4 separate regions of the Mus musculus genome follow, and regions 1, 2 and 3 are each linked to region 4. The links are chromatin contacts, called in public Hi-C and promoter capture Hi-C maps. All regions are on one chromosome and are shown on one strand. Each heading gives the region's core, a stretch centred on a gene start, on an enhancer-like site or on the middle of the called end of the contact. The rest is flanking DNA. Distances are from core to core; before and after follow the strand shown.

Region 1 (6,145 bases), core at 2,223-4,722, 390 kb before region 4:
CTGGGTTCCCTTAGGAAGCCCTGAACACACACTGCAGATGGCACCAAGCTAGCATCTCATGGCCCTCGGGGCCTCCCAGAGATCCGGCTGGTTCCCGAGTCATGATCTCCCCACCGCAGGGCTGTGGGGCTGTGGGGCTGCTCAGCGGCCACACTACTGACACCTGGGTCTGTCTGTGTAGGGAGCAATGTCCTGCTCACTGTCAATCCTTGGGTACATCCTTGTCCTATGGGCACCAGATGGCAGGACCACCTCCCTCCTCACCAGCTGTGACAACCAACAACGTCTCCAGGCAGTCCAACAGTCCCCCGGGGGGCAAAACCATCCCTGCTTGAGAACCACTGCACGTTAGGGATACACAGCCGTAAGGCCCTGCATTAGAGTTCAGAAAAACAAGCGAGTACAGAACGCTTCAAGGAGCCACCTACTACATACAGCAAGTCCCCATCTTAGGCCATCCAAGCTGTAACTAGGCCAAAACACAAACAGTAGAAACTAGTAACTATTTTTTATATTAGCAACATCACTATATCTTAACCGGATATTACTCAACAAATATTAACTCATAAAATAATCCATTCGTCGGACAGTGCTGTGAGGAGGGGAGGCTGGTGAGGAGGGGAGGCCTGTGATCCACTCAGGAGGCAGTGACAGGCGATCTGAGTTCGAGGCCAGCCTGCTCTACAGAGTGCGTTCCAGGACAGCCAGGGCTACACAGAGAAACCCTGTCTCAAAGAAAAGAAAGATCTGTGACCCTTCCAAACCACCACCTACACGGGGAACAACATTCACTGCAATGACAGACGGAAAAATGACAGTGCCACATTAGACCAGCAAAGCCAGCCCACGAGATGTCACCCCAGCCAAGGTTTGTACACATCAGGAGGCTGTCATGGAGCCATCAAACACTGCCAAACAACAGACTGGGAAGTAGCTAGCTAGCCTCTGCCCCTCACTTCCCAGTGCTCCTACCCTGATTATACTGGGCTCCCATTAAACTGCAGCACTCGGAGCTATCAGACACGCATGCTCTGGCCTTCCACCCGGCACTCATCCCACAGAGGCAAACTCCTCTTGTTCCTTTGTGAACTGCTCCAGCATGGCTTCTTGTGAGAGGCACCTTGCACACGGAAGTCGCTGGCCCTGCTAGCTGAGGAAGGAAAGGTCTTTCTTGGCACTTCAAGGCATGTCAGCCACTTCCTCAAAATAGCACCACCGTGGTCCCTTATGAAGATCATACCAACCTGTTCCCCCCCCAGATCTGCTCCCCAAGTATAGCCCAGAGGTATTAACGCCTGGAGACCCCTTCAGGGTATCCGCAAGCTCAGAACCAAGGCCTCTATCTTCTTCACCCTCACTCTCTCATCCGTAGTTCTCAAGAGCCTGACATCTTACTGGGCATGATGGCGCAGTGCTCTTGATCCCAGCACAGAGGCAAGTTGATCTCTGTAAGTTTGAACTGGTCTACATAGTAGTGAGTTCCAGAACAGCCAGAGCTACATAAAGATCTCCTGCCTCTGTGTGTGTGTGTGTGTGTGTGTGTGTGTGTGTGTGTGTATCGCTACTATCTCAATGCTAGATGGCTAATGGGTTCCTGTCTTTAAATTATGAATATGGTAAATATTGAGCTGTGGCTCATACAGTGCATATGTGTGCTTATTCCACAGCATTTTTCAGAATACAAAAGGGCCCCCAAACCAAGCTATAAGTGACCTACTGCCACATGCCTCCCTCCTGGGAACCTACTGTATCTCTCCATAGTTCCCATTTCCCTAGCCTATTTCTTTGACACAGAGAAACCCTGCTCAGTATGACAGATACAATCTAACCATTTGCAGAATGCCCACACCTGGGGCCACGGCATTCAACTTTGATGCTTTTTGTTTTGTTTTTCAAGAGCAGGTTTCTGTGTGTCACAACCCTGGCTCCATTTGTAAGCCTGGCTGGTCTCAAACTCAGAGATCCGCTGCCTCTGCCTCCCAGCGCTGGGATTAAAGACCCACACCACCTCGCCCAGCTTCACTTGATGGTTTGATGTCTACCGCAGTTTGTACTTCTACTGGAGCTAGGTGGCCTCCCTTAACAGTTTTTAATCCCTGAAAAACAAAGTGCTGAATGCCTCCTATGACCCAGGAACTGTTCGAAGCAGTAGCTGAATACAATTAACTCTAATTGCAACTTAAACAAAATACCTATCCAATTTGCCGGAAGCTCTGAAGGCAGGAGATACAAATGGGGTTAGTTTATTGAGTCTTGATCAATAAAATTCAGCGTAGTGTATCAAATGAAGAAAATACTTTATGTAGTGGGACAGAGGCACACATCTTTAATCCCAGCAGATGGCTATGAGTTTAAGGGCAACCTGGTCTACACAGGGGATTCCCGGCCAGCCCTAAGACTACATAGCGAGACTTTCTCAAGAGGGAAAGATTGGTTTGGTTTTGTTGGGTTTTGTTTTTTGAAACCCTGTCACCCTATAGCCCAGGCAAATCCCCCAGTCTCATTGCCACATCTGCCTTTGTAGACTCCTTAGCTGTATTCCATTCTTCCATGGCTCAACCTGACCATTCCTAGAGGAGAACACACTAACAGTGCCTCTTGCAACAACACACCTAGCAGGCAGGCTCCCTCGGACCTGCTAACCCGTTCCTCTCCCCGTTTCTTTATTCTTTTCCTTCTCTCTCCCCACGTTCCTGGACCCATGTCCCCGTTCCATTAAGTTGCTTCCCCTCGCCTTCCTCCGTTCTGTTTCCAGCTGCTACTCTTGTATCCGGCTCCCAGAAACAGCTGGCCCGGGACTCTCATGCCTTTTACTTGGGGAACCCAAAACGTGGGAAGCAAGCTCTGTGGAAGCTACCTTTAGCTCTCCGCCCTCGATACCCCAGTGCAAAAGTGGGCGAGGACACCCAGGAGGGCCAGCATGACACCGAGCGGGACCTAGGTCCTTTCCCATTCGGCTTCATGACAGCTGCACCTCGAGGTCACCTCTCAGACCCGCTCGGACCCTCGGGGGACCCTGCCGCAGCGTTCCACCAAGCCTGACCCTTGCTTCCCCCTCAGCGACCGGCCCTGCGCATCCCCAGCGCCGCTTCCCGCACTCCCGGCCCGCCTCACCCGTCCCCCGGCACCTCCCGCAGCTTCAGCCCCAGGGCCTGCAGTTGGTTGGCGAAGCTCACAAACTCTTCTTCGCAGCCGCTGCCGCCAGGATCGGGCCGGTTCCGCCGCTCCTTGGCCAGCGCCCGGCGCGCCGCCCGCTCGTCCCGCTTACGCTCCGCCTCGGCTCTGCGGCCGCCGCTGCCCGGCCGGCTCTTCGCCGCTTGCTTTCGGGACATGGCTGCGGCGGCACACGGCTTCGCCGCGGAAGGAGCCGAAGCCGGAGCCGGAGCCGCAGAGCCCGGGGCCGCAGCCTCAGCCGGCCACCGGGCGGAGCGGCGCAGGGGGACGACGCCTGGCGACAGCGGCGCGGCCACTGCGCCGGCGCGGTCGCCTGGCAGCCAGGTCACGTGGTGGTAGCTCCGCCCCCGGGGCGGGGCCAGCAGGCACCATAGAGAAAGATAGGAAGACTAGAGAAGCACCTGTTTTGTTGGTTATTTTCTGCCCCCTCGTGGTGGGTAGTGCTCAGTGAGGCGCAGTGGGACCAGACAGGTCAAGGATGACTGAGGATGTCAGAAGAGAGGCAAGAGCAAAAAAATGCGGAAAAGAAGGAAAGGGTGACCGGGCCTGGTGGCGCACGCCTTTAATCCCAGCACTTGGGAGGCAGAGGCAGGCGAATTTCTGAGTTCGAGGCCAGCCTGGTCTACAGAGTGAGTTCCAGGACAAGGAAAGGATGATAAGGGAATATGTTTGTCTAGAATGCGCTAATCCGCAATCAATTACAAACGCCTGCGTGCGTGCACAGACCCTTTAAAAACTCAGCCTACAGTAGCTAGGGAAATAGCTCAGTCCATATAAGTGCTTGCTCCATATGCCAGGTTCGACCTGAGTTCGGATCTCCATCACCCACTTTAAGAAGGGTAGGCCTGTCAGAGAGCCCCTGTGATCCCATCCCTAAGGAGGAAGAGACAGCCCACTGCACTCACTGCCAGGCAGTTTAGCCAATCAGTGAGCTACAAGTTGGCTTACACTTCAAGATCAGCATCCATCCTTGGAGGCCATCAGGACAGGAACTCAAGCAGGTCTAAAACCCCCGAGGCAGGAGCTGATGCAGAGGCCATGGAGGGCGCTGCTTACTGGCTTGCTTCCCCTGACTTGCTCAGTGTTATGTTTTATAAAACGGCAGTATAATGTGGCGGCAGGAGAACCTCAGCAGGCCCATTCCTCTGAGGACTCACCACCATACGACAGGCCTAGAACAAAAGGAAGTTTATCGAGGGAAGGGAAGGGAACCTGGAAAAGGAGTAGAGGCAGAGAAAGGAGGGGGACAGAGAAGGACAGAAAGAGAAGAGAGAAACAGAGGTAGGGTCCAGTCAGGGATATGAGAGAGAGAGATTATGGTTAACAGTGGTCTTCAAACCTGGCAGGGAGAAACGCAAGCTGTTGCTAGGTAACTGTTGGGCAGAGCCTAAAGGAATTGACAACACGCAGCCTGCTTTCTTATAGAACCCAGGACTACACGCTTAGGGATGGCACCACCCATAATGGGCTGGGCCCTCCCCCATTGATCACTAATTAAGAAAAGCTCTACAGCCAGATCTCATGGAGACACTTCCTCAACTGAGGAAGCCAAATAGGCCATTTCCTCCCCAACTTCCTTTTCGGTGATGATGTTCCCTCACAGCAATAAAACCCTAACTAAGACATCCTGTGACAAGAAATGAGATAGACCATGAACTCATTGTGCCTATGGTTACCCACACAAAATATCAAGTCAAGACGGTGATGGAGATTCCTGGGAGTGAGGGACGGAGTAAGTAAGAGTGTATAAAATCAAATGCATTTTTTTACATGGTTGAAGTTGTCAAAGGTGAGGTGTGGGGCTGGAGAGGTGGCTCAGTGGCTAAGAGCCCTTGTGATTCTTACAGAGGGTCTGGATTCAGTTCCCAGGTGCTAAGGTGCTTCATGACCATCTGTAATCCAGTTCCAGGGGAGCTGGGAGCTGGTCCTCTCTTCTGATCTCCACAAGCTCTGCATACACATGGTACACCCACACACACACACACACACATACACACATATACACACATACACACATACATACACATATACACACATACATACACATATACACACACATACACAGACACACACACATATACACACATACAACACATACATACATACACACATACACACATACATACATGCACACACATACATACAAACAACACACATGCAGACAAAACACTCATAAACAAAATAAAAATGTCTAAATCTTTTTTAAAACTAAGGTGGAGAGCAGGATAGGCTGACTCTGGCCTCCATCTACGTGCATACACAGGAGCACGCACACACGGACATGGTGAGCACTCATTGAGAGACATGCTTCTATGTGACTTGGTTTGTTTTTTTTTTTCCCAAAATACAGGAACTTCAACCACAAAAGTTAACTAGCTGAAAGGGCCACGCAGCTGAGAAGCAAAGCTCTGTCTGACTCTGGAGCCCAGATATTTCATTAATCCTGTCCTTCCCCCTTTAATCCAAAGAAGAAAGCAGAAAGAGCCCTTCAGTCCAATAATTGGGATTTCATCCTGGGATGGCCAATCTAGGTCTGCCTGGACTAAAGCTGTTTCTGGGACGCACACAACTTTCTGGTTCAAACTGATAGTGTTGGGGAAAACCAGGAGAGTTGTTTACCCCAAGCCATGCCCACTTGTTGGGGTTATCATCACCGGTGATAATGTCTCTCTCCTCCTGGCTCCTTTTATATTAAGCACCCTCTTTCTACAATAATGTCACTGCCTTCCCTTTTGAACCTTCTATCTGACTGAGGTCTTTTATACCTAACCTGGGAACACTAGGCAAGCATGGGAACTCATGCTTAGAGCCCCAACAGTAAGGAGGCTAAGGCAGGAGAGAGCCATGATGTTGAGGCCAACCTGGGCTACAGAGAGTTACTGGCCTAGACTAAGCTAGAGTAAGACCCTGTGCCATAAAATCAATAATAAGTAATGATTTCACTGAAGGTCAAGTTGGAGAACCAACAACA
Region 2 (5,742 bases), core at 1,077-3,576, 320 kb after region 4:
AAGTTCAAGGTCTACAAAGTGAGTTGCTGGACAGCCAGAAACCCTGTCTTGAGAAACCAAGTAACAACAAACAAACACACACCAACATAAAAAACCTCCCAGAAGGACCTAAGGCAGGGAGAATTAGACAGAAGAGGCCCCAAGAAACCCTAGGCTAATTGGCACTGCCTGGTCTAAAGTTGAGGTCCCACCAGCTACAAAGCCCCTATTTCACAGACCTCCCCAGAATGTCTACAAGAAGCACCTGCTGGACTCTGGATTTGATATTGTCCACTGTTACAGTTGCTTTTAACAAAGGGCCACATTCAAAGGTGGCCTCCCTCCACTGTGAGCTGCCATTTCCAAGGATGGAGAGAAACTGCTGCTTGGTCACATGATGTAGCTCTTTCCTAGTCCCATCTCCTAGAGTGCCTTAAATGGAGTAGTTGGCAGGAAAGGGGGAAGACCAGGGTGACGGGTGTTCAAGGTGCATAACATCATCCTATTTAACAGAAGAGGAAACCGAGGTCCACAGAGCCTGCATGGGATAGTTTTTATGTCAGCTTGACAGAAGCTGGTGGCATCTGAAAGAAGGGGACAAAAAATTTTAAGAATATGCCTCCAAGGCTGGAGAGATGGCTCAGCAGTTAAGAGCACGGTCTGCTCTTCCAGAGGTCCTGAGTTCAAATCTCAGCAACCACATGGTGGCTCACAACCATCTATAATGGTTTCTGATGCCCTCTTCTGGTGTATCTGAAGAGAAACAAGTATTATACTTACATATAATAAATAAGTAAATCTTTTCTAAAAAAAAGAAAAAGGAAAAAAAAAGAAAATGTCTCCAAAAGATCAGCCTGTGGGCAAGCCTGTAGGGCATTTCCTTTTCTTTCTTTTTCTGTTTTATTAATTAGTTAATTAATTATTACATTATTGTTAGTATTAGTATTATTATCATTTTAGTTATTTGAGACAAGGTTTCTCTGTATAGACTGGAACTCACTCTGTAGACCAGGCTAGCCTCAAACTCAGAGATCTGTCTGCATCTACCTCCTAAGTGCTAGATGTAAAGGTATGCACTACCACTGCACAGCTACTTGGGCAAAAAAAATTCTTAATTTGTGATTGATGTGGGAGGGCCCAGCCTATTCTAGGTAGTCCAACCCCTGGACTGGCGGTCCACCTGTAAGGCTGAGCAAGCCAGTAAGCAGCGTCCCTCCACGGCTTCTGCATCAGCTCCTGCCTCCAGGTTCCTGCCTCAGTGATGAGCTGAAAATTTGCACACGTAAACCTTTAACTCCCCACTTGCTTTTTGGTCATGGTGTTTTGAGGCGAATCTGCCCAGTGTGGTATCAAATTAGAACCAGAGGGACCCCAAAGTAAATGCCCTGGTTACATTGTCAAAGACAGAGAAACACGTTGAAGCAGGACTGTGGTGGTGCAGGCCTTTAATCCCAGCACTCTGGAGGCAGACCTGCGGGTGGATCTCTGTAAATTCAGGGCCTGGTCTATAGAGCCAGTTCCAGGATAGCCAAGGCTACACAGAGAAACCCTGTCTGAAAAAGTAAAACCAAGCCAAAAAAAAAAAATTAAAAAAATTAAACAAAAACAAAACCCAAAGAGAATAAAGTAAGAAAACCCATACCAGTATCTTAGGAATACAGTGGTTCCCTAAGGCATCATTCTAAGAGCAGGTTTCGGAAGCTGTTTTAATACGTTCGAGTATTCATCAAACAACGTCTCATGAAGAAAACTGAAAATTTTAACCACGGGGCAGAGGGACAGAGGGACAGAGGCAGGAACAACTGGTTTTTGTGGCTAGAGGCTTTTAAGAAAAGGAAGAAATAAAGAAAATTAAAACGAAGAACGTTAAGTTCAGGCCCGCTAGGGTTTTATCTCATTCTGATTCCAATCTGGAAGGAAGCAAGCCCAGGCTTGGCCCTGAGCCAGGCTGGGAGATGGAGGGCAGATCAGGCTCCATGCACGGTGGCAGCCCCCGGGGAGGTGGCAGGGAGCTGGCCTTGGTGTGGCTCGGCGGGCCCGGGCAGAGTTGTAGCCTGCAGATGTCCAGCCTTCCAGCCACCAAGTGTTGGGGACCCAAGTAGCACCTGTCGCGTCGACCGGGTCCCCCCCCCCCCCCCCCCCCGGCCACTTCTACTACTGAGCACGCGCTCTGTGCAGGATCTGTCATTGGCTCCTGCAACTCTCCAGCCCTGCCTAAGAAGGCTGCAGCTTGCCTGTCCTGCTGATTGGCCTGGAGGCTTTCATGCGAGACTCTGATTGGTCAGTGAGGCTCACGCCCTCTCTCCTTGGGTCATACCATAAGGAGAGGAGACGAGGAGAAGAGAGTATCATTTCAGGGCTTTTCTGCTGCATTCTCTTGACCCGCAGTCCACAGTAGCAATTTTGATGTTAAATACAGCTGATGTTTATTGACAGAGGGGGAAGGGTACCCGAGGAGGGGCCCCGAAGGAGGTGGACCGGGCGATGCTGCGCCTCCCGCAGAGGTAGTGCGCTCCGGGCTTGTCTAGTCCAGCCCGGTGGGGCTGACTCTGAGCTTCCCACAGCTGCGCAAGACTGTTAAGAGTCTCCGCGATGCTGCCGCTGCCGTCGCTCCGCCGATCCCTGCTGTCCCATGCCTGGAGGGGCGCTGGGTGAGTGAACCCCTCTGCTGCCTGAGTCCTGAGAGCCGTGGACAGATCCCACTCTGTGGGTCCTCCAGGTTGCAGCCATTATCTCCAGGGTCCCTATGGCTCCCCTAAGTGCGCGCCGGGTCGCGACCTGCAGAGCCACTCTCCCATGGAGAACCTGTGGCGCCTTACCAGGTCTCTCTAGAGCAGTGGTTCTTAACAAATGCTGTGACCCTTTCCTCTTGGTGTGGTGACTCCCCAACCGAAAAATTATGCCACTTCATAACCGTATTTTGCTACTGTTATAAATCGTCATGTAAATATCTAATATGCAGAATAGCTGATATGCGACCCCTGTGAAAGGATCGCTCGGGGTGGCGACCTACAGGTTGCAAACCAATGTCCTAGATGGCCAGTTTTCCTATCCAAGGAACCCCAGGGAGGGTGTGGCGTCCGGATTTGTGCCCACGCCCCCTTCCTACACCCCTCTTTCTCCTAACGCTGTATATTTCAAATTTGCTGATTCTCCCAGACCTTGGCCGGCCCTGTGTTCCCATTCTGGAGCCTTCCGACACTCCCAGGGACCTCTCCACCCCACTCCCTTTTTGTTCAATATTGGGCTTTTGTTTTACGGTGGGTGCCATAATGACTTTTATAACGTGTGATGCGGCTCTGCGTGGCATGGGGCTCATTTTGAGGTTTGCCTAAATCCATTCAGACAAGTTCCTTAATAAATCACCGGGAGGCAGAGGCAGGCAGGTCACTGAGTGCAAGGCCAGCTTGTTCTGCAAGAGCAGGTTCGAGGAGGGTCAGGGATACACGAGAAACCCTGTCTCAAAAACAAACAAACAAACAAACAAACAAACAAACGTAATGAAGAGACAGGTAAGCCCTAGGGCAGAGAGCTGCTTGCTTTCAGCCAGAATCCTGGCTGCCTTAGTGATGTGTTCCAATATCCTGCCCCAGTATGGCTCACGGCCTGTTTGAACTTGGGTATTATTCCCCATTTCTGCCTGCCTTCCTTGTACAGTTTACACAGCACCCCCACACCCCTACTTTGGTTACTGTTTGCCTGCTCTGTGGCCTGTGACCCACCGTGTCCACCTCCACTGAGTTGTGACCTCTTTGAGTTAATCAGTGACCCTTTCCCTGCTCCCATGGGATGACCTGGGTGAGTTTCAACCCTTCCTCATGTTGTGTGACGCTATTAGGCAAAGGACATGGGATTGGGGGGTGGGGTGGGAGGTGGGGCGTGTGGTGAATGGAGCCTGCACCTCTTCAGTTTCTTCCTGCTCCGAGACCACCCACTGCAGCCCCGGGATGGAAGGCTCAGATAGGCAGAGCCTTCTATAGATTCTCAGGTTTACTTTGTACCTCTCCGGGTGTCAGTGTGCTACAAGGTGCACTGCAGTCAAGGGGATCATGCACTGGGTGGGGGCAGTGCATGATCAGGGAGTGGAACTCGGGGGAGTTTTCAACTTAACTGGCCAGAGAGGCGTGGACCCATGCATCTTGTCTTCTTTTAAGGAAAGCAGTCCATGTTATGAAGTAGTTTCGAATAGCAGTATCATTTTGCTAGCTAGCTAGTGTGAGGGCCCCACGCTGAGCCTAGGAGCTTGTTCTGGGGAGGCAGATGTAGCTGTAGTTACAGTTGGTCTGGATCCAGATCCCCGCCCTTCAGTGTGCGGCCCCCTAAACTGGTGGGAAGAGGATTTTGCAACCAGTTCTCTGGCCTCCTGCTGCCTGGTTTCTGTACGGTGCGGCTGGCCTGGCAGGGCGCCCTGAGAGGTTTCACAACATCAGCGAAATACATTCACCTTTGGGGCAGGTCTGCAGAATGCTTAGGAGAGCTTCCAGCCTGTGCCCGTGGTCCTGGTGGCTTCTTCAATCACGATGGGAATAATATCTCTGGATAGATGTCTTCTCCTCAGTGGTTGAGAGGCACAACCCCTAGGACAGTTGGGGTTATTTATTTAGTCCCTCATTCTTTTTAAGACTTATTTATTTAGTTAGTTATGGAGAAAGGATTTCTCTATGCAGCTCTGGCTGTCCCAACCTCATCTTCCTGCCTCTGGGATTAAAGACATGAGCCATCTCCACAGGCCTTGTTTTGTTTTGTTTTGAGACAGGGTTTCTCTGTGTAGCCCTGGCTGTCCTGGAACTCCATTCATAGACCAGGCTGGCCTTGAACTCACAGACCTATCTGCCTCTGCCTCCTGAGTGCTGGAACTAAAGGCGTGCACCATCAAACTCAGCTTCATCTTCTGTTCTTAATGGATTTGGTGGCCTCACACTTAACTCCTGCTTTGATGGCAATTTGGGGATTACTTAGTTCAAGAGAATGACTTATCAAAGGTAACAAAACGAGTTATTCCCTGCTACAACGTAGCAAATGAAGGCTCATCTCTGCCTTGAGCTGATGCAGCAAGCATAACTCTCTTCTCAAACACAGACCCGAAAACTGACCCTGGTTTCTCCACTGCTCTGCTCTCCTGTGTCGTTTGGGGCAATTTTAGTTTCACCAGTTGTGAATTCTGAACTCTCCCCAAGCAATGTTAGCTCTATCAGCCTGGGCAACGTGGGACCGCCCAATCACAGCTCCCCTGGGAGGGATGACTTGATAAGAATTGGTGTGCGTGAGTTATATTTGAACTACAGACTCGGGCGATGTTTTGTGAATCTCTTGATTTCCATAACTGAGTCTGTGAGTGGTGTGTGTGCTCGCACGCGTACGTGCGTGCGTGCGTGTGTGCGTGCACGAGCCACTGCACACAGGGAGGTCAGAGATAGATAACTTTGGGTGTTGGTCATCCCCTTCCACCTTGTTTGTGACCCGGTTTCATATATTTTTGTTGTTGTTAGTTACAAGGTAGGCCAGGTCAGCTGGCCCGTGCGTTTCTTGCTGGGTTTGTACATGTGTGCTGCTGTACCTAGCTTTACATGGGTTCTGGGGATTCAAACTCGGGCCCTCCTACTTGTATGCCAAGCACTTTTTCACTGAGCTGTCTCCCTGGCTCTCAGATATATTCAATTAAAAAGTTGATATTTAGCCAGAGAGATCTCAGGGGTTAAGAGCACTTGCTTGTAGCTCGTGTGGAAGACCTAAGTTCTAAGCTCTTCTGATCTCCACAGGCAT
Region 3 (6,030 bases), core at 3,263-5,762, 330 kb before region 4:
TTGGGCTTTGATGTTTTGTGTCCTGGGAAGTTTGTGACCATCTCTAGCCATTGCCCACTTTCCCTCCTGGGGTGCCAGAGCCCAAGGGGATACTGCCAGGTTTTCCCCAGGGTTGCTTGCTACACTGATCCCAAACCTTCCATGCCAAAAGTCTCCTTACGGTTTCCCACAGGGTCCACCCCAGGGTGGAGTACACATGGAATTGGAATTGTAAAGTGGGGAGAGGGTATCCGAGGATCAGCAGACAGAGATGGGGAGGTGTGGAGAGGGTGGGTCCAGGAATTGTCCTTAGGATCTACGCTGAGATCACCAGTTGCGTACCATGAGGGCTTGACTCAGAGAATCTCAGGGGACATGGACACACACACACACACACACACACACACAGAGACAGAGAGAGAGACAGAGAGAGAGAGAGAGAGAGAGAGACTCAGCTCTCCATCAGACTCCCAGACTCACATGACAGAACGAAAGCTTTCCAGATGGCGCCTCTCTTCTTATCACATCTACGGCCCTATTTGCTCCTTTGTCATAAAGATAAAACATCTCGTAAATGCAACGGTCCTCGGCGGTGTCACCCCACCTCAGCCTCAGAGCGGCAGTCGCTAGAAAGGTCCTTGGGTCATCTCTTCAGGACTATTTGGGCTTCTTTTTTCATGCAGCGCGGGGGGGGGGGGGTGGGAATCCACCCTCAGAAATGAGCCCTGGTGGGTTCAAGCAAAGAGGAAGTGGGAGAGCAAGAAGCCCAGTGTGGGAGCTGGAAGTTTGTCTCGGAGAGTCCCTGTGATCAGACTTAAAACTCTGGAGGGACTCCCCAGGCCTTGTGCACTGTCCTTTCCCATTCACCCCATTTCCTGCAGTAGGAGACTAACAGGAGGGCACAGTTCATGGTGACAGGACCTTTGTCAGGAGAGATGAGAGGACTCTGCCACTGGATCCTTGGGTGCCTGGCCCTGGTCAGTGGTCACATGCTGTTGAGCAAGGTCTTTGGCTCTCTGCTTCCCTTTTCTCAGACTGAGTTAAGTCTGACTCCGTTAGTCCTAAGATTCCCTGGATGTCCCAACTGCTCAGGGCCTGGTTGAGCCACAAGCCGATCGATGGAGGGGCCATATGCTTCTGAACGCCTGTGAGGAGGTCACATCAAGGGCTCCTTCTGTCTGACTGTGTGTCAGGCTGAGGGTAGAGTTCAGCGGTAAAATGTTTGCCTGGAATGTGTGAAGCCCTAGGTCCAGTCATCCCCAATGCAATTCACAAAATAAATACCAAAGCGAGCAAGAACATGAGTGCAGTATACTGCCTTGAAAAAGGCAGTGACTTCTTATTTTTCTTATAAGGCCAGACAATTCCCAGTGCAGCGAGAGTGTTGAGGGTGTGCATGAGCTCCGGTTCTCACAGGCAGCCAGCATAGTCCTGAAGAACACCCTTTCCCAGAGGGTGAACAGACGGCATCTCTCCTGTTGGCCTCTTGTGTGTGACATTTGGGATGACTGCCAGGCAGACAGCAAAAGAACGTTGTCTCCCCACCTACTCCTCCAGGCCCGTTTTACTTCCTGGAGACAAAATCCACCCCAGAGTTTTCAGTTGGTCAAGGAAATACTTTGTTACCATTTGGTGGGAGAGTGTTTGCCCAGTACTCATAAGACAGGCAGGCGTTTCCCTAACTGACACGTTATGGCTTCCTGACAGCCTTGTGGCGCTGAACCACTCACTGTGTTCCCTCTCGTGCAGAGGAAGACACTGAGATCAGACAGGTGAATCTACCTGCTTAAGGTTGCACGGTCAGTCTATGCTAGAGATTTTAGGAATTAGCCCAGATTTAGCAATGTGAATCCTCCTTTGTGAATAGAACGAACCTAAAATCTGATCGCTGCCTATGGGTGTGGGAGAAATGTCACAGAAAATATGAAATGAACTACAGGAACCGTGGGGATTCAGAGATGAGCAGGTTGCTGAAGGAAGAAAGATTAAAAAGCAGGCTGGGCTTGCTGACTACCCCTCTCCAGGCTTCGCTGCTTGGAATCCCACAGGTGAGAACACTGGAGTCCCAGGCTTGAAGAATGCCCTCATTTGATCAAATAACTACTGCCCCGTGTCTTAGCTTGGGACCTAGACCCACAGCCCCTGTCATTCCTGGCTTAGGGTGGGTCCCAGCCAAGGTATCTTTGGGGTCCCTGGGCAAAGATATTCTAATACTACTGTCTCTTTGAAGATGACCTGGTCCCAACCATCTTCTGGAACATCAGAGCTTGGGGACAAGAGTACAGGCAAGGTCACTGCTGCCCTGGAGTGGGCAGAGAAGTCAGGCAGTGCTGCAGGGGGATGTGAGTGGAAAGGACAGGCAAGAGGCCTCGAGTGCAGGGCCAGGCTCTGGTCCACACTGAAGGTCTGAACCTTCTTTCATCCCCTTGGAAATGAGAGGGTAGCTCTAGGTTCATGGAGAGACCCTGCCTTGAAGGAAAAAGTGGAAAGTGACAGAACTGGATACCTGATATCCTCCTCTGACCTAAAAAGAGGGACGGGGCTATACTTCCAAAGTTCAACACTCATTCCAGATCCTGGGGCCAACCTCCAATAAAGACAAGAGAACCTTTGACATCCCTCCCGTAATATGATACATTTTAAAAGTCTGAGACAAATACCCTGGTGATACAAAATTCATTATTAGCTAGTACATAGCCACATGTTAAAAGGCCTTAAATCACTCAGGGAGAACACTATCCTCACTTCTTTCTGTGGAGAGGCCCGTTTGCTGCCCTCAGACTCTAAAAGCAGGGCCCGCAGGGCCCACTCCTTCATTATGGATGTCAAGGGAAGGAACCTGCCAGGCCAGGGCCCTGCCACCGAGCTGTAGCCTTCCTCGCCTTTTTATTTTTGAGACATGGTCTCACTAAATTACCTAGGATGACCTTTGACTCATTGTAAAGCCCCCAGAAGGCCTCAAGCCTGTGATCCCCCTGCCTCAGCCTTGGCACCACGCTGCAACAAGGAGCTGTGGTTTCACCATCAGGCCCTGCTGATCCTTTTAAACAAAGGCAAAGCAGGGCTTAGCTCAGAGGCAACCTGTAACTACAGTAAGGATGCAAGCTGTCACTTGCTTAGCAAACGTGTGTGACAAGGGCTTTAGAGCGACCAGCGGACAGGAGAGTTTCAGAAATAGTGCAGAGTCCTCAGCAAAAATCCATGTGACCTTTGCCTTACTTTCCAATCTTAACACTGATACATTGGACAAGATTTTTTTAAAAAATCAATATTGATATGTGGCTATGGACTAAAAGCAGAGGAGTCACTCGCAGTGTTCTCCCTGCGTCTTTACTGTCCCCAAACCCCACCTAAGCGATCACTTTGTTTTGAGTATGTCTTCTTTTCTAAAACTATTTTCCATATTGATTTTCTTTATCCATTGTGATTCTGTTTTCCATTAGAGAATGACCGTTTTTTTTTAACTTTCAGAGTTACATTTATTTTTTTTTAATATCAAGAACTTACTAAAATCAACTTATGCTGAAATTAAAAAAAAAAAAAAAACGGCAGCTGTCTCACATCTGAAAGGCTAAGGTAGTTAGTTGCTCAGGCTGAGGCTGGCTACTTCAGCTCAGGACCGCTTCTTAATCGGTGGCCTCTGGTCACTCCAATCCTCCATTCCTCATAGACAACAATAGGATCTTTTAAAATTCCATGATATTTGCGGGGGGCGGGGGGAGCGTGCCACCTTGGTATGGTTATTTCCCCAACTTAGTGATGCCCAGAATCTCAGCTAGAATCCTTCAACCCTCCACAACTGTCCTTTTTTGACCTACAATAACCTCCTAGCTCTTCTAGGTCCTGATTGGCCGATAGAGAGATCAGGTGATGGAGGCCCTCTAGCGTTCCAGTCGGATCCTGAGTCATAAGGCTCCCTGCTGGAATGCCGCACGTCTCATCTGTCCGCTCGAGAACTTTTTCCATTTCCAACTCCAGCCTATCTTCTCCAGGGGAAAGAGCAACGACGTCAGAGGTCATGGTGACTCAGATTCCAGCCCTGACCAGGATGGCCACCTACTTCCTCACCTGTAGATTAGGTGTGATGAAATTTCACAGGTTGCCTGGGCAACCAAGAGCCGGCTCCCAAATGAGGAGAGCGGAGGATGAGGCATGGGAGACAACCCCCCCTTCCATTCTTGGGGTCTTTAAGTTCTAGTGTGGGATACCCAGATTATAAATTGGCAAACAGGAAAACAATCAACTTCAGTGTTAAATACTACGATTAAAATATGGGCCCGAAGGCCTGGTGTGCTAATCCATAACCTTGCTGGCACGTAGTAGGTGCTCAGCAAATACTTGTTCAAAGACTAGAGCTGAGTGGGTGGCTAGTCTAACAGGAATGGAACCCCAAAACGGAGGCCCGTGGGACGGAAGAGCCACGGGTGCAACGACTGGCGAGCATTAGAGAAAGTGAAAGAACGATCAGAAGGCGTGGGTGTTGCAAATTTCACCGAGCAGTGTGCACAGGAGGGGGAGGCACCTTCTGGGACAGGCTCTTTTCAAGTGTGGCGGCAAAATTTGGAAGCTTCCCCTTCAAGTGTCTGCTCGAACTCCCCTCATGCCAGCCCAGCCCCTGGTGAGCACTCTCTGCAGACCCCTCCTGTGCCCCGCGCTCTCGCTTCCTGGGGAGCGGGAGACACAGAAGTGCGGGTCCCGTCCCAAGGCCAGCACCCGGGCGATGGCTTTGGTGGCTTAGGTGGCGGTGCGCCCGGCCCAGCCCGGAAGGCCCGGGCCCTAGGGCTGCGCAGGCGGGACCGGCCCGGGCCGGTGTGGGGCGGCTGGGCCAGGGAGAGAACAGGCGGGGAGCGCCAGGGCGGGAGCTGCGGGGCTGCCAGAAGTTCTGCCGTCGTCCCATCCGTCGCTGCCGCCTCCAGGTAAGCCCGCGGGGAGCCCCGATCGTCCCCACGCCGCCTCCACTGCGCTTCCGAACCCGGAAGTGCTCTCGGGACTCCTGAGTAGCTGGAGGGGAAACTGATGCCAACGAGCATGCCAGCGGCCCCCGCCTGCCAGCACAGCCCAGGGCACCGGTCGCTGGGTTTGAAGGGAAGAAAGGACCTTGCTCAAGGTCACGCAGGGTCACTGGACGCCCCCTGCGTACTGGGAGCTCCAGGCACCCACTCCCACCCTCTGTGTCTCCAGACTCAGTTCCCCGAGGCCTGGGAAGCCCTAGAGTCCCGGAAAGGCCCGGCCCCTTCCTGCTGTGACGGGGGCGTGGCTTCTCGCCCCGCTGCGGGTTTTTACAGAGTAGGGGACATTTCACATTACAGGTTTTTACATCCGGGAAAACTGAGTCTGGGAACAATGGGATGATTTTGGCCAGGACCAGGCAGTCAGAGCAAAGAGGTTAACTAGGGTGAGCTGACTTCAGAGTTTGACCCAGTGTTAGGTTCAAAACTGGCCTCCATGATGTCCTTGTCCTTGCCAGGGGTGACCCAGAGTAGAAGCTGGGGCTGGCTAAATCTGCAGGTTTGATCCTGAGGCCACTGCTGCCTTCAAGTAGGAGGGAACACACCCCTGTAGGGCTTCCCAGGACGCCACTCACGGGGTATATTTATTGAGCACCTACTATGTGTCATCGTGTAGGCTCTGAAGACACAGTAGTGAAGACTCCTCAGGGTGAATCAGCTAGGCAGAAAGACAAGGCCACCAAAATCCCCAATTACCCAGTATGTTTGAGAAGTCAGGAAGGAACCCAGGGCCCCATCCTCCTAGTTAGAACCCTACCAAACCGCCTGAACCTCTGGGCATCACCGAAGATGCTGCTTCCAGCCTCAGTTTCCCACTCCCCTGGACTTAAAAGATGCCCTCAAGGAACTTGAGCCTGGCTCTGCCACTTCCTCTCTGTGTCACCTTGGGTGTCACCCTGAACCTTCATTTCCTTATAACACAAGAGGATCATGGATTATAATTCTTCCCAGTGCTGAAGATCGTGTCAGGATGCTTCATGAATTGGAAAGCACAGTACCCAAATCAAAAGTAAATTAAAGCCAGGCATGGCGATGGTGGCAT
Region 4 (6,443 bases), core at 577-3,076:
AAACAGAGGGAACTGGCCTAAGTCACACGGCTCCCGGGAGCGGAAACAGGCTTGAGATGCTTAAGTCTGTGAAGCCCTCACCTAACAGATATAATAACCAGGCCACCAGGTTCTGCAAGCCCTCTTCTCTGACCCCTACTTGGAGCACTGGAGCAAGCTTCCAGAAGACAGAAGAAATCAAAGTTTGGAGAAATGTAATCTTTCTGAGACTGTACCCCCTCTGTCAAAGCCAAGTCCCCCACGAAGGAGTGTCACCCCTCCTGACAGACCCAGGGGCAGGGCTGCCATCTCATTTTCTCCTGCCTGTGCAGCTTCAGTTCAGGCCTGCGCCTGGGGTCACGTGCCTTACTGAGGCCCCAGATCTTCAGGATTTGGAAAAGGTGCCATCTGGCCCTAGGAAACTAGCATAGCGCCAAGTCCCAGGATGGCATGGAGCTGAAAGATCACCTGAGGGCAGCAGTGGGCTGGGAGTAGGGACCAGGAGCACCACATGCCTCACCTGGGTCTGTGCCAGGACCTTCTCTTTAGCTGTGGGCAAAGACAATGAGACAGCACTCAGAGGTGGCTGCCCTGTTTGTCTCTGGCAGGTAGCCCCTGGCCTGCATCTAACTTTCTGCACCTACAATAATGTATGAGTAAGCTGAGGCCAGCGAGGAAGGGGGCTGGTCCTCTGTCCCCAAAAGGTGGTGTAACAAAGACAGCGGGGAGCAACCTTTCTCCCTCCTCTCTGTCCTCATCACCTCTGGGCCCTGTCTCCTGTTGGCTTTGTCCTCCATCTGTTCTTCCGGTCTCCACCTTCTTCAGGAAGGCACCAGTCTGCCCCTCTGCTCTACTTCAAAGGCAACTGTCACTGAGTTCCTGCGAGACACTTGACTACACATCTCCCTTTGGGCTAACCGCCTCACCCTACCTACGCAGCCTTGGCAAGGACACAGAGGGTGGTCGTGTGGTCATGCCAAGTGCCCCTGGTGATGCTCAACCAAATCCTGCCCTTAGTTATCTGCTTCTTCCAGAGCCCCACGAACAAAGAGCCCACTGGTGTCCCCTTTGCTCCATGTCACAGCAGGGTAAGGTCTGTGTACAAGAGGGCAGAGAGATACAAGTCAGGATGCCAAGGGCCACGGAGGCTACACATGGTCCCCCTATCTCCCTGCCTGGACCCTAAGCACCACGGGAAGGAGCAGCAGAAACAGGCCCAGCTGGAAGGTACCATTTACTAGGTTGTATCCAGTCAGAGGGACAACCCTGGGTCCCCTGACTATGATGTAACCAAGAGTACAGTCAGATTGAGGTAGGTAGATGGGAGGTGACCATACCGTCTTCTGGGGTCTCAGCTATGGGTGCCCTAGAGGCTCCTCGGGCAGCTGTCATACACCTGAGATGTATGCCCCTGTGCAGCACAAGCCAACTCCAGATCTGTCTGAAGGTCAGGAGGAGTTCTAGGCAGCCAGGCCCAGAGTTCCAGGCAGCCCCCTAGGCCCAGTCCAGCGGCGGCAGTATCTCTGCCCACACCTCATCCTTCCTGGTTTGGCAGCTGAGGTTCCCATCATCCAGGACGATGATCAGCTGGGGAGGAGGGGCTCTCGCTCTGAGGCAGCAGCAGTCTCATGGCTTCTGTACACCAGGAACTGGATGGAGATCTGAGGACACTGTTAAGGTACTGCAGCCACACTGGGCCAGCCCTGCTCCTGTCGCCTTGCTCTCCCACCACCGAGTGCCCTCCTTGATGCCCTGACTCTGCCATCAGGGACCCTGGAATAGGGCGCTCTTCCTCCCTACAACACCCAGAGGCTGGGCCACATGGGCCCTCTAGACTTTAAGCTTTTCTCTCTCACCACGTCCCACTGGGACTCTCCAAATGTTGACACAAAGACCGTGTTTACTTCTTGCCAAATAACGTCCAGCTGAACCACTTGGCAACACTAACAGGTCACATGGAGAGGGTGTTCAGACACTGATGCCAGCAGGGACAGTGACTGAAACCCTGAGGGTCTGACTGGCAGTTCACCCTTGTCATCAGGGAGGAAACGGAGAAGAGGAGTGAAGCCCACACAAGCTTGTCTCCATGACTCAGCTCTCGTTTCCACAGTGCACACACTCTTCTGTCCCTTGGGGCCTTTGCACAGGCTGTGCTGGGACTCTGTTCCCTTGTGCCTGAATAACTTCTCCCCCAGTCCCGGTGCGATGACCTGCTGGGGCCTCTGTCTCCCCCAAACCAGGAGAGTCCAGTGGTGATTCACTCCACGGCGCTGGGTGCCACTGAAGTTAGGTAACCACCCCAAAACCTAGTGCACGCTCTGTCCTTGCTCACTGATGGGACTGGTCCTGGCTGGGTCCACCCATCATGGATGGACTGATGGACACACAGATGGGTGGATGGGTGGGTGTGGGTGAATAAATGGATGGATAAATGGGAAACTGAATGGGTAGTCGAGTGAATGGACAGGTGGGTGGGAGACTGGATGGGCAGATACACTGGAAGATGGGTAGATGGGTGGATGGATAGATAATGGATGGGTGGGTAGATGGATGGATGGATGATGGACAGACGGTGGGTAGATGGATGGGGATGGACAGGTAAATGGAGGTTGGATGAAATGTTGGATTATAGATGAAGGATGGGTGGACAAATGGGATGTGTGTATGATTAGGTGAGTGCATAGATGGATAGGTGTCTAAGTGGGTGATGGGTGGGTGGATGAGGTTGGATGGGTAAATGAAGGGTGGTTAAAGGCTGGATTGTAGATGGAAGGACACACGGACGAATAGGTGAATGTGCTAATGGACAGGTGGATGAGTATGTAGACAGAGGGGTGGGCTGGCAGGGATGTGCACACTGAAGCAGAGGCCGTCTTGCCCACACAACGGTGCCAACATCACACGCTTTGAAGGATACGATGGTGTCGAGCAGCAGCACCCCCAGGCTGCCCACGAGCCAGGGCAGGTGGTGCAGCAGGTAGCTGCCCTCACTCTGGCCCACCTCGGGGTTCTTGAGCAGCACGCTGAGCCCGTACAGCGTGTTCCCCAGCATCACCAGTGCGAACAGCGAGTAGGAGATGCCTTGGGTTGACTGCCGTATGAACTGTGGGGGAGGGGCTGAGTGAGAGACCCCAAAGAGGGTTCTTGTCTACAACCCCAGCACGTACTTGGGGGGTTGAGGCAGGAGGATCATGAGTCCAAGACCAAGCCTAATCTATGCAGCCACAGTCCCTGTGTGTGTCCTCCATGACACATACTCCTAGCTGGTTTTTCATTGTGTGCCCCATACCAACTATGGGCTTGGCACTCAAAACTCCCTGTCCATGGTCAGCTCCAAATCCCAGCTCCAAGCACTGCCCCCAGGACCATGGGTAGCCCTGGCTGTGGCCCCCACGGACTCCTTCTGCCAGGTAAGCCTCCAGTAGGGGTCCTCATCACTTCCTGTCCACTCTGGTTTCTCAGCTTAGCAGTTCCCGCACACCTGACCTCCAGCACTGCTGGGAAACAGTCTCATGCATGTCCCCATGAAAGGTGTGTCAAGGAGCCAATTTCCCAGAGGTGGAAAGAGACGCAGCCAGCTGGGTGACTTTACCCATGTCATCTGCTGCTGTGGTTTAGATCTTCCGAACAAAACTCCTGACCCATCCCACTGCTTAACCTGGCGGCCCTCCTCCATGTGACCCCACCCCTCCTGAAAGCTCACATTGGTGCGAATCTGAGGCAGCCTCGAGAGCAGGTACAGCAAGCTGGAGGCGGAGCCGATGACAAAGCCGATGACCTCCTTCTTTGTGAAGGGCTGGGAGGGTGGAAGGGGACACTCAATATCTGGTGGGAGCTTTAGAGGGGTGGTCTCCCCACAACGTAACATCTATGTGATCATGCAGGGGAAGGCGAGGTGGCCCCCCCATGCCACCACCACAGACCCATCATCTCCTTCCTACCTTATTGCCTGGCTCCACAGACAGGAGTGTCCGCCCCCGGAAGCCTTCCCTGGGGACAGCCACAGGATCAGTGCTGCTCAACAGTGGTGTGATACACACCGTCCCCAAGATGAACAAGAGCACAGAATTGATAGGGGCAGACACTGGATTGAGGCAGGAGAGAAGCCAAGATTAGGTATCTGGGTGTACAGCAGACAGCTTGGGATGGGAGTCCCCAGCCTTGCTTCTCAGTAGCTGTATGACCTTGGACAAGTGACCTAGCCTCTCTGAGCTCCAGTCCTTCATCTGTAGAATGGGCATACAACAGTACCCTTCCCCTAGGGATGCAAAGGAAAGATAGTCAGGGCAGGGGGGGTCGGCACTCAGCTGGGGAGTCTGCTCTGCGATGCACCCTCACTTCTGGCTCTGAACCAGAGACTCTGAACAGAGTCTCCTCCCTGTGGTTTGATGTATACACGTCTCCATCTCAGCCTGCTTCACCTCAGGTCCCAGGCTTCCCAAGGGCAGCTGAGCCCGACCCAGCGTGACCCCCAGACTCACACGGAGAAGGTCGCTTCTTGAACTTATAATGGAAGTACAGCGTCAGCATCATCAGGTCGGCCAGGACATAATACACAGCCGTGTAGGTCTGAGAGAGAAGCAGACCCAGGCACTGGCTGCAGTCCCAGGCCATGACGTGACCGCCCCAGCACCCCTCCACTGCACCCCAAGTGGTGACTGAACAGAAGGTTTCCTGTTCCTACCTGTGTAAACAGGAAGTCAGGTGGACAAAGGGTCCATCAAGAATGGACCCAGGTCCAGCCTGGACAGTCAACACAGCATCTGTGGCTAGAGCCACTGAGACGGAGTAGCCATGGCCTTCCTGACTGACCCCAGTTCTGCTGGCCACAGAATAATGTCTGTGCTCCCCAAGAAAAACCCCACTTGCTACTTTGAGGGGCCTAAACTCAGAAAAAGTATCTGGGCCCACAACCCCTCAGAACCACAGACCCCTGGGGTGTGATATGCTTACGTGGAAATTAGAAATCTGAGACTTGGACAGATGTCTTGACCCACGTCTTACACAGGATGGTAGATTATGGGGTGTGGGCTGACATATTTGAAGCCCCAGACTCCTCCCACAGCTACCCCTATTTGTCTTTTAAGCTGCCCTACTGTGCCTGGGCCCCACCCACCTGCAGGGGTAGCTGGTCTGCCAGAAAGGAGCCAATGAGGTTGCAGGAATCTCCACCGATCCAGCCCAGCAGGAACCACAGTGATAGGGCCTGGTCCATGTTGCCTGTCTTGCAGGCTTTGATGTACTGGCTGTGGAAGAGGAGGGGACTCAAGCTCAGAGGTGATGGCCTAAGGCGGCCAACAGGACTTGTTAAGAGGATGACTGGAGCAGCGGTGGGCAGGAGAGCCCAGATGCTCCAACCTCAGGATAGAACCCAGAATTTCACAGGCAGTATTATCCTCTGACGGATTCTTTGACCTGTGGAGGAATTCTACCGGACCCCTACTAGCCCAGGGGCACAGCAGCCGAGTCTCTTTCCAGACAGAGTCTCTGCCTTAGATTCTCCCCACTGCCCCCTGGGGTCTCCCAGAAGGGACAGAGGGTGTGTATAGGCCTTGGCTTCATTGTAAAAATCTGGCTAGGTAGGAGCTCAAAACAGGGGCGGTGGCAGTTGAGGTGGGTCTGAGGACCGGCCAGGTCCTGTTTTCAGGAGTCACCGATGGTAAGACATAGACAACCTGGTCACTCTCGGGTTTCACAGGCTTTCAGTCCCCAGACTGTTCCCTGAGGCCCTCCATGCTGAGGCGGAGTTGTATGAAGCCAAATGTAATGTAAAGAAAGCCGCTGCCACTGCTGCTGCTAAGAGCCTGGGGTCTCAGGCGATGACTCCTTAAGTCCCAATACAAGGAAGGTCAGATCTGTTAGGCCACTGCACACTGGAGACAGATGACCGTGTTGCTGTTACTGCTCAGAGTCACCCTGGCCAGAGGTTTGTGACAAGGCCTCAGACTCCAGTCTTGCTCCCCCCCCCCCCCCCCCGCCCGGGGCCTAGGTTGGAACCCAGAGCTTCCCATGTGCTAGGTCAGAGTTCTACCACATCCCCAGCTCCTCCTCGACTTTTTAAAGTAGTAATATATTATCGGGGGCACGCATGGGGCACCGCACACGTGCAGCGATCAGAGGACAACTTGGTGGAGTCAGTCCTTTGCCACCTCCTGTATGTGTTTTCCAGGATCCAGCTTAGAATGTCAGGCTTGGGTGGCAAGTGCCAACTAGCCTGGCCTCAGCTTTTTATTCTAACCATCTGTATACATTCAAATAAACAGATGCTAAAAATAAAAATTCATAAAAGGTTGAGAAGTAGAACAGCTGACAGAGTGCCTGCCTAGCACACATGAAGCCCAGGGTTCAATACCTGACATTGCCTAAACCAGGCATTGCACACACATACATACATGCATAGACATAAACACACAGCATTCATATACACACACACACACACACACACACACACACACACACACATA

Evidence for each region. Promoter capture Hi-C pulls out the DNA fragments that hold promoters and counts their contacts. A called contact is a pair of places that touch in the nucleus more often than the background predicts.
Region 1: a promoter capture Hi-C map of 3T3-L1-derived adipocytes shows a contact between it and region 4, with 4 times the contacts expected there. The contact joins the promoter of Otud3 here to the enhancer-like site in region 4. A contact is called at or near these places in 11 of 39 promoter capture datasets (the 3T3-L1 cell line, 3T3-L1-derived adipocytes, cranial neural crest and 7 more), 9 of 484 Hi-C or Micro-C datasets (the C2C12 cell line, the G1E-ER4 cell line, bone marrow-derived macrophages and 6 more), 11 of 115 datasets of contacts at active chromatin or transcription factors (SST interneurons, craniofacial prominence, embryonic basal ganglia and 8 more) and 2 of 9 other capture datasets (adipose tissue and macrophages).
Region 2: a Hi-C map of liver shows a contact between it and region 4, with 2.5 times the contacts expected there. The contact joins the promoter of Aldh4a1 here to the enhancer-like site in region 4. A contact is called at or near these places in 3 of 39 promoter capture datasets (liver and stem cell-derived epiblast-like cells), 3 of 484 Hi-C or Micro-C datasets (the N1E-115 cell line, embryonic stem cells and liver) and 1 of 9 other capture datasets (adipose tissue).
Region 3: a Hi-C map of liver shows a contact between it and region 4, with 1.6 times the contacts expected there. The contact joins the promoter of Tmco4 here to the enhancer-like site in region 4. A contact is called at or near these places in 11 of 39 promoter capture datasets (the 3T3-L1 cell line, the C10 cell line, cranial neural crest and 7 more), 1 of 484 Hi-C or Micro-C datasets (liver), 2 of 115 datasets of contacts at active chromatin or transcription factors (acute myeloid leukemia and forebrain) and 2 of 9 other capture datasets (liver and pancreatic islet).

What each region holds. Positions count from the first base shown.
Region 1 is chr4:138,910,496-138,916,640 of GRCm38.p6, forward strand. It overlaps Otud3 (OTU domain containing 3), which reads right to left and starts at 3,473. Exons shown (of 8, transcript NM_028453.2): 1 at 3,115-3,473. The coding sequence starts at 3,332.
Region 2 is chr4:139,620,568-139,626,309 of GRCm38.p6, forward strand. Aldh4a1 (aldehyde dehydrogenase 4 family, member A1) reads left to right here and starts at 2,327. Exons shown (of 15, transcript NM_175438.4): 1 at 2,327-2,630. The coding sequence starts at 2,572.
Region 3 is chr4:138,968,393-138,974,422 of GRCm38.p6, forward strand. It overlaps Tmco4 (transmembrane and coiled-coil domains 4), which reads left to right and starts at 4,513. Exons shown (of 17, transcript NM_029857.3): 1 at 4,513-4,895.
Region 4 is chr4:139,297,330-139,303,772 of GRCm38.p6, forward strand. It overlaps Slc66a1 (solute carrier family 66 member 1), which reads right to left. Exons shown (of 9, transcript NM_145384.3): 4 at 5,096-5,225; 5 at 4,461-4,548; 6 at 3,921-4,063; 7 at 3,683-3,775; 8 at 2,897-3,082; 9 at 1,201-1,640. The coding sequence ends at 1,563. Among named protein-coding and RNA genes, the nearest start is that of Slc66a1, 10 kb to the right of the region's middle. Within about 2 kb of position 1,827, at least 38 of the 459 cell types and tissues checked have an H3K27ac peak or open chromatin away from gene starts, as enhancers often do. A contact at or near this core is called in 3T3-L1-derived adipocytes, liver, neural stem cells and 1 more, where this site is marked.